Regions from separate parts of the Canis lupus genome. Here region 2 is linked to region 1. Evidence: chromatin contacts called from public Hi-C data. All regions are on one chromosome and are shown on one strand. The core of a region is the stretch at or near the end of the contact, and the rest is flanking DNA. Distances in the headings are between cores, read along the strand shown.

Evidence for each region. A called contact is a pair of places that touch in the nucleus more often than the background predicts.
Region 2: a Hi-C map of skin fibroblasts shows a contact between it and region 1, with 5 times the contacts expected there. The contact joins two enhancer-like sites. A contact is called at or near these places in 5 of 9 Hi-C or Micro-C datasets (amygdala, blood, liver and 1 more).

Annotation. Positions count from the first base shown.
Region 1 is chr7:16,522,606-16,529,672 of UU_Cfam_GSD_1.0, reverse strand. NMNAT2 (nicotinamide/nicotinic acid mononucleotide adenylyltransferase 2) reads left to right here. Exons shown (of 13, transcript XM_038542274.1): 10 at 411-487. LOC119872510 (a long non-coding RNA gene) reads right to left here and starts at 685. Exons shown (of 2, transcript XR_005361995.1): 1 at 381-685. Within about 2 kb of position 4,067, at least 3 of the 20 cell types and tissues checked have an H3K27ac peak or open chromatin away from gene starts, as enhancers often do.
Region 2 is chr7:16,856,031-16,863,097 of UU_Cfam_GSD_1.0, reverse strand. It overlaps ARPC5 (actin-related protein 2/3 complex subunit 5), which reads left to right. Exons shown (of 4, transcript XM_038542275.1): 3 at 1,464-1,640; 4 at 4,706-6,088. The coding sequence ends at 4,768. Among named protein-coding and RNA genes, the nearest start is that of ARPC5, 7.1 kb to the left of the region's middle. Within about 2 kb of position 3,642, at least 5 of the 20 cell types and tissues checked have an H3K27ac peak or open chromatin away from gene starts, as enhancers often do.

The sequences.
Region 1 (7,067 bases), core at 2,818-5,317:
TGGAAGCCAAACTATGTTGACAATTAAGTTTGATGGGGAGCAAAAGAGAGAGCCCCTTAGATCTAAGACAAGTCACATAGCTGGCTCGGTCTCTCTTGGGATGACCAACCATCCTGGTTTAGCACGGAAGGACCCGGGCCCCCAGAAACCCCTCCGAACCAGGCAAGCCAAGACCCTCCCTGAATGACAGCTCCTCTCGCAAAGGGCAAGAGTGGTCTGTAAATGAGCCGGGGGCGTGGGGGGCAAAGGCTTCTATACTGCACGCACCACACAGTGCAGGGGAGCCTGGAAGAGCTGGGTGCGGGAACCCCAAGGGTTGGTGACTTCTGTATTAACAGGGGAAGGGCTGGGAGTTGCATGTTTTCCAGGTCTCCACTTACCCCTGTGCAATCTTTGCTCCCCCTCCTCAGAGCTGCGGATCTTGCTGCTGTGTGGCAGTGACCTGCTGGAATCCTTCTGCATCCCGGGGCTCTGGAACGAGGCGGATGTGAGTAGCAGGGTTACTGCAGCACCACACACAGCTGCCTTGGGAAGGATGGGGAGGGGGCACCTGGTTCCAGCCTTTGCTTTTTCCACGCCTCCCCTACTACCTCCCTCCCCAATCCGAGCATCCCATCTCGAGGAGCTCCCCAGAGGACGATCCATTCACGTCACTATGGAAGAAAGTTCCCACCTATCCCAAGCTTTATCCCGGACTGCATTTTTGTGCTCACTCCTCCTCGATCTTGCTCCTGTAAAGCCCCTTGGAAGAAAGCAATCTGAGTCATGGAATACCTTCTCCAGGGAGTACTTGGGAGTGTCTGTGTGTGGCAGTAAGTGGGGGAGGGAAGGATTTAAAGAAAGCCTTAGCCCTTTTGAGATTATGTGTGTTTTGTTTTCCTTTGATTCCTTTTGAAGAGGTAGTAAATACCACCCTAGAATTCCCTCAACAAGAAGAAAGGGGTCAGGAGGAGAGGCATTAATGGCAAAAGGTCAGTAGGATCCTTCGTGCAATTGACTAGGGAAGAGAAGGAAACAGGAAGTTAAACTTATACCACTTGGAAGCTCAATGTACATCTTTGTTGCCAGATCTGATGTTGATGGTCTTAAACCAGCTAATTCCTAAGTTACTCACCTTTGTCTGTACGTTGGCTCTTGCTCTTTCATTAATTCGTTCACTGGATAGCCTGAGTTTTGCTAGTTCCCAATTCCATAGCCCTGTGCAAGTTGGATTCTCAAGGCAGCAATTCCAGATCTCGTGCTTTCTTTACGAACCTGCTGTGAGACCCCATGCAAACCACTCAACTCTCTGGGAATCAGATTTTTTTCCAGTTTTGTTGAGATATAATTGATATGTAACATGGTATTATTATTTTTTAAAGATTTTATTTGTTTATTCGAGAGAGAGAGAGAGAGGCAGAAACACAAGGCAGAGGGAGAAGCAGGCTCCATGCAGGGAGCCCGACGTGGGACTTGATCCTGGGTCTCCAGGATCACACCCTAGGCCAAAGGCGGCACTAAACCACTGGGCCACCCGGGCTGCCCGTAACATGGTATTAGCTTAAGGTGTAGAATGCAATGATTTGAGATGTGTATATATTGCAAAATGTTATCAGAGTAAGTTTAACATCACTTCACATAGTACATCTTGGTTGTGTTTTTAAAAATCTATACCATGTTACCTAACACATTCTGACATTTGAAAAAATAGGCAGTATTAGGTGGCAAGACGTATGCATATGAAATTTTTTCGTGTACATACATGTATTTCTCTGAAGAGGGAGAGAAGACCTTCAGGATCAGATTCCAGATTCCAGGTCCATTCCAACACAGCTCATGACAAAAATCTATCTTGACCTTCAGTTTTTCCCATCTCTAAAATGGGTGTAATAATAGTACCTGCCTCATAGGATTTGAGGAAAATGAAATGAGATTGTGTACGTGAAGTGCCCAGCCTAGTGCTGCACACACAGTTACATACAACAAATGTTCCTAAAGGAATTTACCTAAACTATCTCAGACATACACACAGATATTCCAGGTGAAGGGTGTGAGTGCTAACACGCTGTGGGAGGACCAGGAGGGCAGGGAGAGTTTCCCCGCAGATGAATTATACTGTGTAAGCCTTTCATCGCCACCCCTGGACCATTTCTTGCGGGTGAAATTCTAAACCTCCTTTCAGTTCTGGATGAAGTGACTTAATTAACTTTTACTTTCCTCTCTACTTCACAAGGTGCTGTGAAAGTAAACAGTACTGTACCCGAAGTTGTGTACAAGATCTCAGCAGAGCTCTTTCAGGAAGCTAGGGAAATCAGGGAGTGGGGGGCAGCTGTGGGGGGCACATCCCTTGGGGAGGCCCGGATGTCCTGGAGGGATGAAGTCAGCACCTGGGGCAGCAGCCTGAAGGGCCGCCTACAGGAGCAGGGAATCTCTGGAGCCCCCTCTCAGGGGCACACCTCCCCCTCTGTGGAGCCTGGAATTTATAGCATGGGGACCCTGGAAGCACAGCCAGTCCTCTGTTCCTCCCAGTTAGATCGCTGACCTCAGGTCCTCTGACTTCTTTCCAAAATGGTCTCTCTTGCTGTTGGCAGATCCGACATTTGAAGACCAAGAAAAGGAGACCCAGGTCTCTCCTCTTCCCATTGGGCTCTGGTGTTGACATGACATGGTGGTTGAGACAAAAAAAAAAAAAAAGAGAGAAACCAAAAGCTGTTGATTAACTGGGAAAGTGACCATGAAGGTGGAGGAGACCCTCACTTATTCAGCTATGTTCCCCCTTGGTTGGTGACTCTGAAGATCCAGAGCACCCAGCCCGGCTGCAGCCAGAGAGCACAACGAGAGGGCCAACAGGAACCCACATCCCTCCTGCCTGGCTGGTACGAATCCCAATCCACAGCACAGGCAGCAGGGACTTGGGTGAAGTAGACAAAGCTCACGCCAAAAGGCTTTCTGGAGCCTAGAGCTCTACCTCCCCATCCCTTCTCACTCAACTGCTCTGTCCCCTAACTTAACCCACAGCCAATCTGTGGAGTCCTTAGAATTGTGGCACCTGAGGCAGAGGGGGAAAAAAAAATCAAGGAGCTGTTTCCTTACATAATGAGTGTGAATCTCAACCCACAAAAGAGGTGTGCTAGAAATATCACCTTTGATTTATTTAAATCAAATTAAAATTCAAGTCTAGATCTATTCCACAGGGATGATGGGAAGTTAGTCTCAGTTATTGTATTACTGATTAGCAGAACCTCAAAGGCTTCCGTCGGCCCTGAACACGAACATTTGTTCATCAGGGTCCCCACGGACGCCTTCCTTGTCTGGACATTCGTGGCCACTTGCGGGGCTCCTGGCCCAGTCTGGAAGCCCAGCGCGGGGGCCCCACCCACCAATGATCATCAAGACCCATTTTCTTCTGAGGGTTTGTCCCTAGGAGGTTTTGCTCTAGGAGGGAGGAGAGATCTGGTTTTCACAGATCCCTAGGTTCCTTCTAGTGTAGAAATGGGGGGGGGGGGGGGAATGGGGGGGGAGAGAATGCAGAACCTCTTCTTTCTGTTCTAAGGGTATCTTTCTATTTTCTTTCATCCTCGGGATATCTAGAGAAATCTCTTCTGTGAGTTTATAGCCACTGACTGTAAAACATTGATTACTGCCCTGAGAATTAGAGACTAGGGTCTTCTGGTACAGAGTCCGGTTCTCTGCTAGAAATAGGGTTGGGCTGGGCAGAGGGGGATGTAGTTAGTTAGTAACTACTAACTAGTGAGTAATTCAATGGCTTATTCCACAGTCCCTGTTTGAGGATGGTTGGATTTCAGGGTCTAGAAAAGGAAGGCCTTACTTTAATGACTGGGTATGGGGTGAGTCCTGCTTATTCTACTAGAAAATTCTACCCTCTGGAGTTTGCCTGGAAGGGGTCCATTTTAGGGTTTTTAGTTCCTATCCATGAGATTACCAGGGACAAGGCATACGGACCTACGCTGGGTTTCTTCATTACTTGGTGTCCCAAGTGATACTTGTTGCCACAGACCTCTGTTTGGTCACCAGGAGCCCAAACCCCTGAATCTGCCCATAGACTTGGGGACAGGAGGTGGGGAGAAGAACCAAGCTTCTTGGGAAGGCCACAGGCCCTGGCTCCACATCCTAGCCTCCTATGTTCTTCAGAATCCTCAGGATTCTGGAGGAAGGAGAGAAGCCACTAGTTCAGACAGATCTGGGGAGAAATAGGAGTCTCTCCACCCTTCTGTAAAGAAAGCTCAAAGCAGGCTGTGGAGCAGCTTTGTTCTCCAGCTGGGCTGGGAAGCAGCTGAGCTGGTCTGTTCCACAGCAGGATGCCAAGGCTTCCTCCGGCACAGTCACAAATTCTCTGCTGAGTCGCTCTAGCTCTTTCTATTGGGATTCCTGAAGGAGTGCTCTCCATCCAGCAGTCTAATCACACAGTCAAAGGAACAACCCCACCTCCTAACACATCCCTTGGGCATTTCCTATTAGGCACAAAGATCCATTAGCCCACAGTAAATTCTGACCTCCTCTGACCAATGACACACCCTTCCCCTTACATTCCAGGGGCAGAAAATTCCATACATATCCATCAAGTTTCTCTCCGTGGAATACAAAAGAGCTGCTTGTGCAGCCTGGCAGTTGGCTTTTTCATTCTTGATTCCTTAGAGAATTCAAGATCCAGGATCCTGGGCTAACCTTGGAGATCAACCCCCAGGGACACCTCTACACCCCCCCCCCACCCCCCCCCACCCCCCACACAGCCCTTCCCATCCCTGGGTTTCTATTACAGAGTTAGTCTCCCCTAGGGGACCTGATCTTTGCTGTGCTACATCATCCTGGCACCAGCACGAAGGCAGGTATCCAAGCAAGGACCAGCATTTGTGGGAAGTCAAGGCCAAGGAATAAAGGGTCAGCCAGAGACACACATTTGTGAAGCGGGAAGCTGTTACATTCACTCTCCTCCCCCAAATAAAATCAGTTGTCTAGGGCTTGTGCTGTCAGCTGCTGTGTCCATCCGCTGCTTTGTCCATTATAAAAGAAGGCAGTCTGGCAAATTAATTCTGATCCAAGCATTCTTTCCTTCAATCAATATTTCTTCTTCTTCTTTTTTTTAAGGATTTTATTTATTTATTTATTCATGAGAGACACACACAGAGAGAGAGGCAGAGACACAGGCAGAGGGAGAAGCAGGCTCCATGCAGGGATCCTGATGCGGGACTCGATCCCGGGACTCCAGGATCATGCCCTGAGCCGAAGGCAGACACTCAATGGCTGAGCCACCTAGGCATCCCTCAATCAATATTTCAACTTAACACATATTATTAGAGCCCAGGATGAATATAAGCATGTTACTTGTCCTTAGAGCACTTGCGATCTAAAAGTATCTTTTTTATTATATTCATTTTTATATTGCATGAAATAAAATTGTAAAAAGTTTAGAAGAGTTCCTGAAACTAGTAAGCACTCAATAAATGTTGGCTATTATTCATCTATTGGTTTTAAAACATTCATTGACTACCTACCAAGGGCCAGACATTTGTTCTGGGGCTGAATGAGCAGAGAAAACAAAATAGACAAAGCTTCTTACTATGTGCACTTTACTTTCTAGATAATAAATACTTTGATATTTCTTGTGGATCAGCTCAGTTAACCCCTAGCACACTCCTGTGAAGTGGAAGTCACACAAGTCTTCTGATTCCTAATCCATAAAATACATGAGAAGAATGAGAATGATGATAGATGGATGGTGATGATGATGATGATGATGATGATGATAGATAGATAGATGGATAGATGATAGATATTTCATGGCAGGCTGCAAAAGGGGCGCACTTGAGCTGGGCTTTGAGTAATGGGCAGGATTGGGTTAAGCGGGTGGAAAGAGATGGGCTTTTTGAGTTGAGAGAAGGCTGTAAAAGATCTAATGGTGGGGACAAGAGCTACTGGGAGATGGTTCTGGCTGGTTGAAATAGAAGGTTTAGCTTCGTCTTTATTTGAGAAGGTTTTGACTTTTCAGCGAACAGACAAAATTATTAAGTTTAATGATTAAAGATATTAGCTGCTTTCAAATGGTATTTGCATTTTAAATGAGCAAGGGTCAATAATTAACCCAAAGGAATGAAAATCTGAAGGTGGAACTTTAGGCACCTGAGATGGGCCAGTAAGGAAATTGTTTTTTCTTTTTCTTTCTTTTTGTACTTCTTGAAACCCAGCATTCCATAGGCTGGCTCTAATTGGCTGGATCCCACAGTTTTCCAGCCAACCAGCCATGGGCTAACTGCTTCCTACATCCACCAGCTATGGGAAAACAACCAAAGAAAATAAACAGAGAAGTCAGGGGCCCTAGCCACTCCAGAAGAAATCCCAGGGCGCTAGGACTCATAGAGCAAAGACAAACATTTGGTCTTTCAGGCTCAGATGGTTTTTATCAGACAGTCCAGTCCCAGCCAGGAAGCCCCATGGACACTTCCACCCCGGGGATTAGGCCTCCACACTGATAAAACCAATGTCGGATTTACAGACTCTAGGGAAGGAGGCTTAGCTCCTATCATGGAAGATTCTGGTTCTCGTGTGAAAGATACTATTGGTTTGGTTTACAAGCTTTCGACTTGAGTCTGGAATCTCTTGCCTTCCCACACCCCCAAATTGGAAGTGAGAATGGGGATAATTTCCTCTGGGAAACCCCTCTGAAGGAACACTCATTTATTAGCACTTAAGAGAGTCATTCTGGAAATGCCTTCCCACTTTCTCATCTCTGATCATACTAACCTCTGCCCTGCTTTCCCCCCAGAGAGGAACAGAGGCCACAACAAGGGTGGAGGATTCTTTACTGAAATAGGTGGGGCCTATTTCACACACACCCCAACCCACAGTGTGGCTTCTACTGGACACCTTGCATCTTTTGCAACCCAGATGGAAGGATACAAAATTTTATACTCCAGGGGGCGATGTAGAGTAAAGAACGGAGGAAGCTCATGATAAACCTCCCCGGGTGGAGAAACAAACAAGATAGAATATATTTTCAAACCAAAAAAGTTTCAAGTCACTAAAATGTGAGCCTTAAGAAATGGATCTAAGAAGTTTGATGTAGCAGACAG
Region 2 (7,067 bases), core at 2,393-4,892, 330 kb before region 1:
CCGGAAATACTTGAGAACTTACTTACTAATTGTATAAAATGAAGCCCAGAGCTCTGACCCCATTGTCTGTAGGAGCCCTAAGGATCTCTTTAATTTGAGTACTAGTAATAACTTAGGTAAATGCATAATAATTATCTAGGCAACAATGAGAGGAAACATTTCTTTGGTTTTTGAAAGTGGTGAGGGACGTCATTGAGATTTCAATTTTACCACCTTCTGCTTTTATATGGGTGAGTTTTTATCACAGTTTGTGGGTGGGAAGTTATAGCTGTGGTTGTAAGAATATTTTTCTAAATTGGGTAATTGCTTAGTCTTTAAACTGAAGACAGCAATAGGTGGTAGAAACATTCTGTAAACTCCTGATCAGTAGGAATGCCAAAGATAATCACTCTTTCTTGAATAGGAGAAGTGAAATTGTTGAAAGGGTAAATTAAGTGTTCTTAATTAAGTGCTTGGCTTCTTGAGTGGAAAAATAACTTTGCTCTTGGAGCAGCCTTTTATCAGAAAAAAAAATTATAAATGAATATCACTATATCTACCTACTGTAGACAGGAAACTTAAATTTTCTTAAAAAGTTATTTTTATTAACTATTATTGAAGGATGGTTCAAGGTAGAACTGCAATTCATTGTCTTTGTCTTTGGGGTTTTCTCTGAGGTCAAGAAGTAAAATTTAAATGCCGACTTAATAAAGTTGGAAAATTACCATATCTCTTTGTAAGCAGATGCTTTCAGCTCTCCTTCAAACATGTCAAGAATCTGTCGTTCTCCTGAGCTACCATGCTAGCCCAAACCAGCCTATGTTATTGCAGTAACTTCCAGACTGGTCTCCCAGCCTTGTCCCCTGCCCCTCACCAACTTCCCATCAGCTCATCCTCAACATGGCAGCCAGAGTCAGATTATATCACTGTTATCTCATACACAGGTCAGATTCTATCACTGTTCTCAATATCTTCCAACATCTTCTCCTTTCTCTTAATGAAAGCCACAGTCTTCACAGCGGCCTGCGAGGGCTTACGTGGTCTGTCTTCGGCTACCTCCTGACCTGTCCTACTCCTCCACCATGTCGCTGGCTACCAGGGATCTTTCTGCTTTCCTTGAACACCCTGAACATACAGTGACAGCACATGTTCTTTCCTTCTTTCCTCTGAATACTTTTCTCAAATACCCCTAAGGATTCTTCTTTCATGTCCATCAGGTCTTTTTTTTTTTTTTTTTAAGGATTTTATTTATTGATTCATGAGAGACACAGAGAAAGGGAGAGGCAGATACACAGGCAGAGGGAGAAGCAGGCTCCACACAGGAGCCTGATGTGGGACTCGAACCCGGATCCCCAGGATCACACCCTGGGCTGATGGCTGAGCCACCTGGGCTGCACCATGTCCATCAGGTCTTAAGTGTCACCTTTTCCAGAACAACCACTCTACGTGCTTACGTGTGAATGCTCTGTTCTCTGTGTCCCCAGGATCGAGCGGGCAGTATTGTCTTGAAGGTGCTCATCTCTTTTAAAGCTAATGATATCGAGAAGGCAGTTCAGTCCCTGGACAAAAATGGTGTGGATCTCCTCATGAAATATATTTATAAAGGCTTCGAGAGCCCCTCTGACAACAGCAGTGCTGTGTTACTGCAATGGCATGAAAAGGTAAGTTACGACCTAGAGTCCCTCCAACTGGCCACTTATTGATAGAAAGTAACCATGACTGCTCTTCTCACCTAAATCATTATTTTGACTACATCATTTTCTTTACAAATAAATGCATGAAAACGAAAGCTTAGATTTATGTTTCCTAACCCTAGTCTTAAGAGATTTTGGTTTGCAACACATATTTATTCAGTAACGATTACTGTTCATTCAACATGATCTTGAACTTGGAACTAAATCCGAACTTTGAAAATAAGATAAACAATAAAAGTAAAAAATTCGTTGACCATGGCCAGAAGGTTAGAAACACACATGTGCCCAAGGACGGATGAATAGATAATCCTTTTTTTTTTTAAGATTTATTTATTTATTCGTGAGAGACACAGAGAGACACAGGCAGAGGGAGAAGCAGGCTCCATGCAGGGAGCCGGACATGGGACTCGATCCCAGGACTCCGGGATCACGCCCTGGGCAGAAGGCAGGCACTTAACTGCTGAGCCACCCAGGGATCCCCCAGATACTCCATTTTATGCATACACTACATTTTGTTTTTTTGAACAACAGAAAGAAGGAAATTACATACATGGCACAGCACGAATGAACCTTGAAAACGTTGTGCAAGGTGAAGTAAGCCTGTTGCAGAAAGACAAATTACGGTGTGATTCCACTTACAGGAAATACCTCGAAGAGGCAAATTCAGAGAGAGAGAGAGAGAAGATGAGAGGTTATCAGGGACTGGGGGAAGGGAGGATAGAGAGTTCTTACTTAATGGGGACAGTGTTTCTTTTTAGGGTGATGAAAATTATTGGAAACAGTGGTGACTATAATCCTGAGAATATAATGAGTGCCACTGAATTTTACCCTGAAAGATGGTTAAAGGAGCAAATTTCATGCTCTGTATGTTACAGGATTTAAAGAAAAGAAATCAGAGGTGGGGTAAGATCAAGAGTTCTTCAATGTTTTTCTGTTTTCATGCATTTGATTCTGCAGTGTGAGCAGATGGTGGTACACTGTCCCTCAAAAAATAGCTAAGGGAAATTTTTAGCGTTAGGTAAAAAGTTGGTAAGGTCATTTTTAATACCCAACTCTTGGGTAATATGGGTACAGATGTGAACAGTGTAACATTTAAATAGAACCAACCACAGGGAAGGGGTATATTCTAATATCTCTCAGTTCCCAACTCTCAGTCTTTAGAAGCTGTTGTCCGTGTATCTGAGTGAAAACACAAATGGAAGATGAGAATAGGCTGTAGAACTTGTCTTAATCAAGTCACTTGATCACTCATGCACTGTCAAAGAGAGCCTAACTTTTAGGGACAGGGTAACCAGACCTCCCTATTTTCCCAAGATGGCTCCAGTTTATGCCTGTTGTCCCAACATGATTATGAATAGTTCACTTTCACTCAGTGTACCAGTTGGAGAATAATGTATATGGTCATCCTATTCAGGAATACTTTGCGTTTGCCAGACACTGTACCATTAGATGATGTTTCATTTAAGCCTTAGAACAACTTTAGGAGGCATATAAGCATCTTTATCACCCTCAATTTAGAGATGAAGAGCCAGCTTAACAACCTAAGCATCCTGGTTCCTGTACAGTCCCAGGATCATAGCAGACACTGATGGAGCACTTACTGTATTCCAAGCATTCTCCTAATCACTTCATAAATAACTCCTTTAATCTTCATAAAAATAGTAGGAGGGAAAGCTTGCTATCATTCCTTTTTTGGTGGATGGGGAAACTGAGGCACACATCAAGTCTTCATTGCTTCCTAACATCATCACCAATTTTTGCCTGTCTGTCTGCTAAATACTTCTCCAGCCACACGCTTAGATACCCCTCTGATGCAGCTCTTTGCAGCATCTCCCCCAGATTTTTGCTGTAACTTCCTACACAGGCCTCCAGCCACCAGCTCTGCTTCTCTCGAATCTGTTCTCCACCCGGTCGCCAAATGCCCTCTCTGAAATCCAGATCTACCCTTTCAGTCACCTGCAGAGTAAAGCTCAAGTTCCAAAGTCTAGCCACTCCTCTTTTATGCCGTTCATCCCCCTTGCTCCAGCAGTGAGCAGCATAATAGTATGTTTTCCCAGGACACACCTTACTGTTTCACACCTCTGTACCTTTGCTCAGGATTTCCTCCCTGCCTGAGTACCTCCTTACCCCAGGGCACACCTCTGTCATTTCGTACATTATGTTATATTAACATAATCTCTCTTTTATGTTCTGTCCCTTCCTAGTAGACCAGAAGGTGCTATATCCCTAGCATCTAGCACAGTACTCGGTACACAAAAGTATTCAGTAAGTAAGCTAGAGCTTTCAGCTCCTGACACTTGATCATGACTTCCAGTCTTTCAAGGTAGTGTCAAAATTAAAGTTCCTAAGTTCTTAGCTATTAAATGATACACTTTTAGCTTGGAGGAATAAAAAGAATCTAACAAGCTGGCTGATCTAAATGGGACTTAGGGTAGTTGATACCAGTTTGAACTTTTTCCCTGACAGTGTTAAAAGAGCAAAGTGGGTATGCCTGGGTGGCTCAGCGGTTTAGTGCCTGCCTTCGGCCCAGGGCATGATCCTGGAGTCCCAGGATTGAGTCCCACATTAGGCTTCCTGCGTGGAGCCTGCTTCTCCCTCTGCCTATGTCTCTGCCTCTCTCTCTCCCTCCCTCTCTCTCTCTCTCTCTCTCTCTCACGAATAAATAAATAAAATCTTTTAAAAAATAAAAGAGCAAAGTGAATGTCCTAAATTTACATTTGAGCACATGTTTTCAGCAAGAACATGCTGTAAATCTTGAAGAACATCCTATTATGTGGGGGAAAAAAATTATAGAATGTAAACTAGTATCTCACGAGCATGTAGGTACACGAGGGCAGGGACTGTGAAGGTTTTATCAATCACTGGCTCTGCAGTGCTGGGTGCGTAATTGGTGTTCAAGAACGTTTATGAAAATTAATGAAGCCGAAGTTGATAGCCGCACACATTCCTTCTGTAAGAAAAAAAGTCTTACTTGGGTATGATAATTAGCCCTTTATAATTCCATCAGCGTTTACATTTTGGTTTGTTTTTAGGCACTTGCTGCAGGAGGAGTAGGCTCCATTGTCCGAGTCTTGACTGCGAGGAAGACTGTGTAGTCCAGCAGGAACTGGATATCCTGTGGGTGTGGGAGTCGCTGGTACAAAGACCAAAACAACCAAATGCCACCGCTGCCCTTTGGGTAGCATCTGTTTCTCTCAGCTTTGCCTTCTTGCTTCCTTTTTCATATCAGTAAAGAACAATTACATATCAGTTTTCCTTTTGTGAAAATTGGAATAACACAGAGGAAATATTTATGAACAGGAATGTTTCATGCTTTCAAAACGATTTCAGTGTATACTTGTCTGTATATAGTATAATTTGCCTTCCAAGTTTAATTGTGCAATTCTAACCCCTATTGGCTGGTGGGGTTTTGTTTTGTTTTTGCGTTTTTGTTTTTGTTTTTGCTGTTTTGTTTTGTTTTTGACTAATAGTGAGAAATTTGATCAGAGTTTGAGGCCAGTTTCCTTACTCATTGCTAGCCAGGAAATGATCTTTATAAAAAAATAATGTTTGCGAAACTGGCAGCCATTAACATTGCAAAACTGGACCATAATTCCCTTATTTAAGCAAAATGTGTTTCCAGAACAAGCGGTGAATGAACACCACTACCAAGTTCCAGCTTTGTTTCTGCTTACCTCCAGATCATGTGAGCTTAAGTACGCTTCTTCCTCTTTGCATCCAATAATCATGGCCTCTTGATTTCTTTGTGGTCTCCAGGGTCCAGAGCAAGGAGTCTTGCTCTACAAAAATATATCTATGAAATGCCAGAGCCTCTTTGACATGAGCATAAAACTTCGTTCTAATAATATGGCCCTCTTTGGGAAAATTACTCCAAATGAGAAAAGATGTGGAAACAGTGATGAAGTTCAAATTCTGGGCAGCCTCTGAATGAAATGCTATTTTCTTTAGAAACAGAATAGCTGCCTTAGACATTATGAGGCATATAACTAGTATTTCATATGCCCTATAAATGTCTTCAGTGTTCTTCAGGGTAATTAGGATCTTAAGAGATTTGGTTCAGATCCAGACACATACACATTCTGTATTTTAGCTCAGTGGTTTTTAAAAAAGGAAGATGCCACACAGCAAAAAGTGTTTACTTTGTTAGACAAACCAAATCGGTTCTCACAAAATGACCGGTGCTTATAAAAAGTTATTACTCAGTAACTCCAAAACCACCTGAATGCATAGGACCAAGAGGGAAATCAGCCTGTGTTTAGTATTTACATTGGACACCGGTTTCATAATCACTGTCTTATGTGAAAACTGGTGGAGAAAATTCTATAACCTCTTTGCTGTTTTTGATACCTGCTTTTTGTTTTGTTTTGTAAAAATGATAAAGTTCTGAAAATAAAATGTCAGTGTTGAATAATTTATTTTCCTAGCTCTTATTTTAATATTTCTGAACATGCGGTTAATTAAGAGGGAAGCTTTCCTGTTTTACCAGCAGGTTATTGTACTCTTGACAAGAAGTAATTTGGTACAGAAGATTTCTAAAATGACTTTGTTCAAATATAAAGTAGTGGGGTAAAGGGAAGAGCGTCATTAATGATGTCAGGACACCACTGGAGCCCTTGGAATGATTGCATAGCCCTCTGGATGCCAGCTGAGCATCTGGAGTATCACTGCCCAAGGACTTAAACTAATAACCTAGCAGCTGTGGTCATTTATTCCCGGCTTCTACACCCCTTCTCACACCGCAGCCTCTTTTGTCTTCACACTGGCCCTACTAGATTTCCTGCTTTAAAGCTCTAGAAACTAAAAAAAACAAAAAAACAACTAGAAATTGGGGCACCTGGGTGGCTCAGCGATTGTGATCCTGTGATCCCCGGATTGAGTCCCACATTGGGCTCCCCACAAGGAGCCTACCTCTCCCTCTGCCTTTCTCTGTGTGTCTGTCATGAATAAATATATAAAATCTTTTTTTTTTTTTTTTTTTTTAAGAGAAAGGGAGAGGGAGAAGCAGGCTCTATGCAGGGAACCTGATGTGGGACTCGATCCTAGGCCTCCAGGATCAGGCCCTGGGTTGAAGGCGGCGCTAAACCGCTGAGCCCCCTGGGCTACCCTAAAATTTTTTTAAGTAAATAAAGCTCTAGAAACTTAACAGGCAATTCAGAGGGCTGTGAGTTAAGAGAAAGTAAATAATAGGTAATCCAGTTGGTACAGCATAACCCCTTACAAACTTTAAAGTGAAAACAAAAGTGATATTGCAATACTGCTGTGTAAAATCCTTCTTCATGTCACTTTTACGACTATCATGTTAGGGAAAATCTTGGAGTTTCATATTCTATAGACCCTAAAATGGCTATGTTCAGAATCTGCCAACCTATCAGCTTCACTCAGGGAGATAGTAAA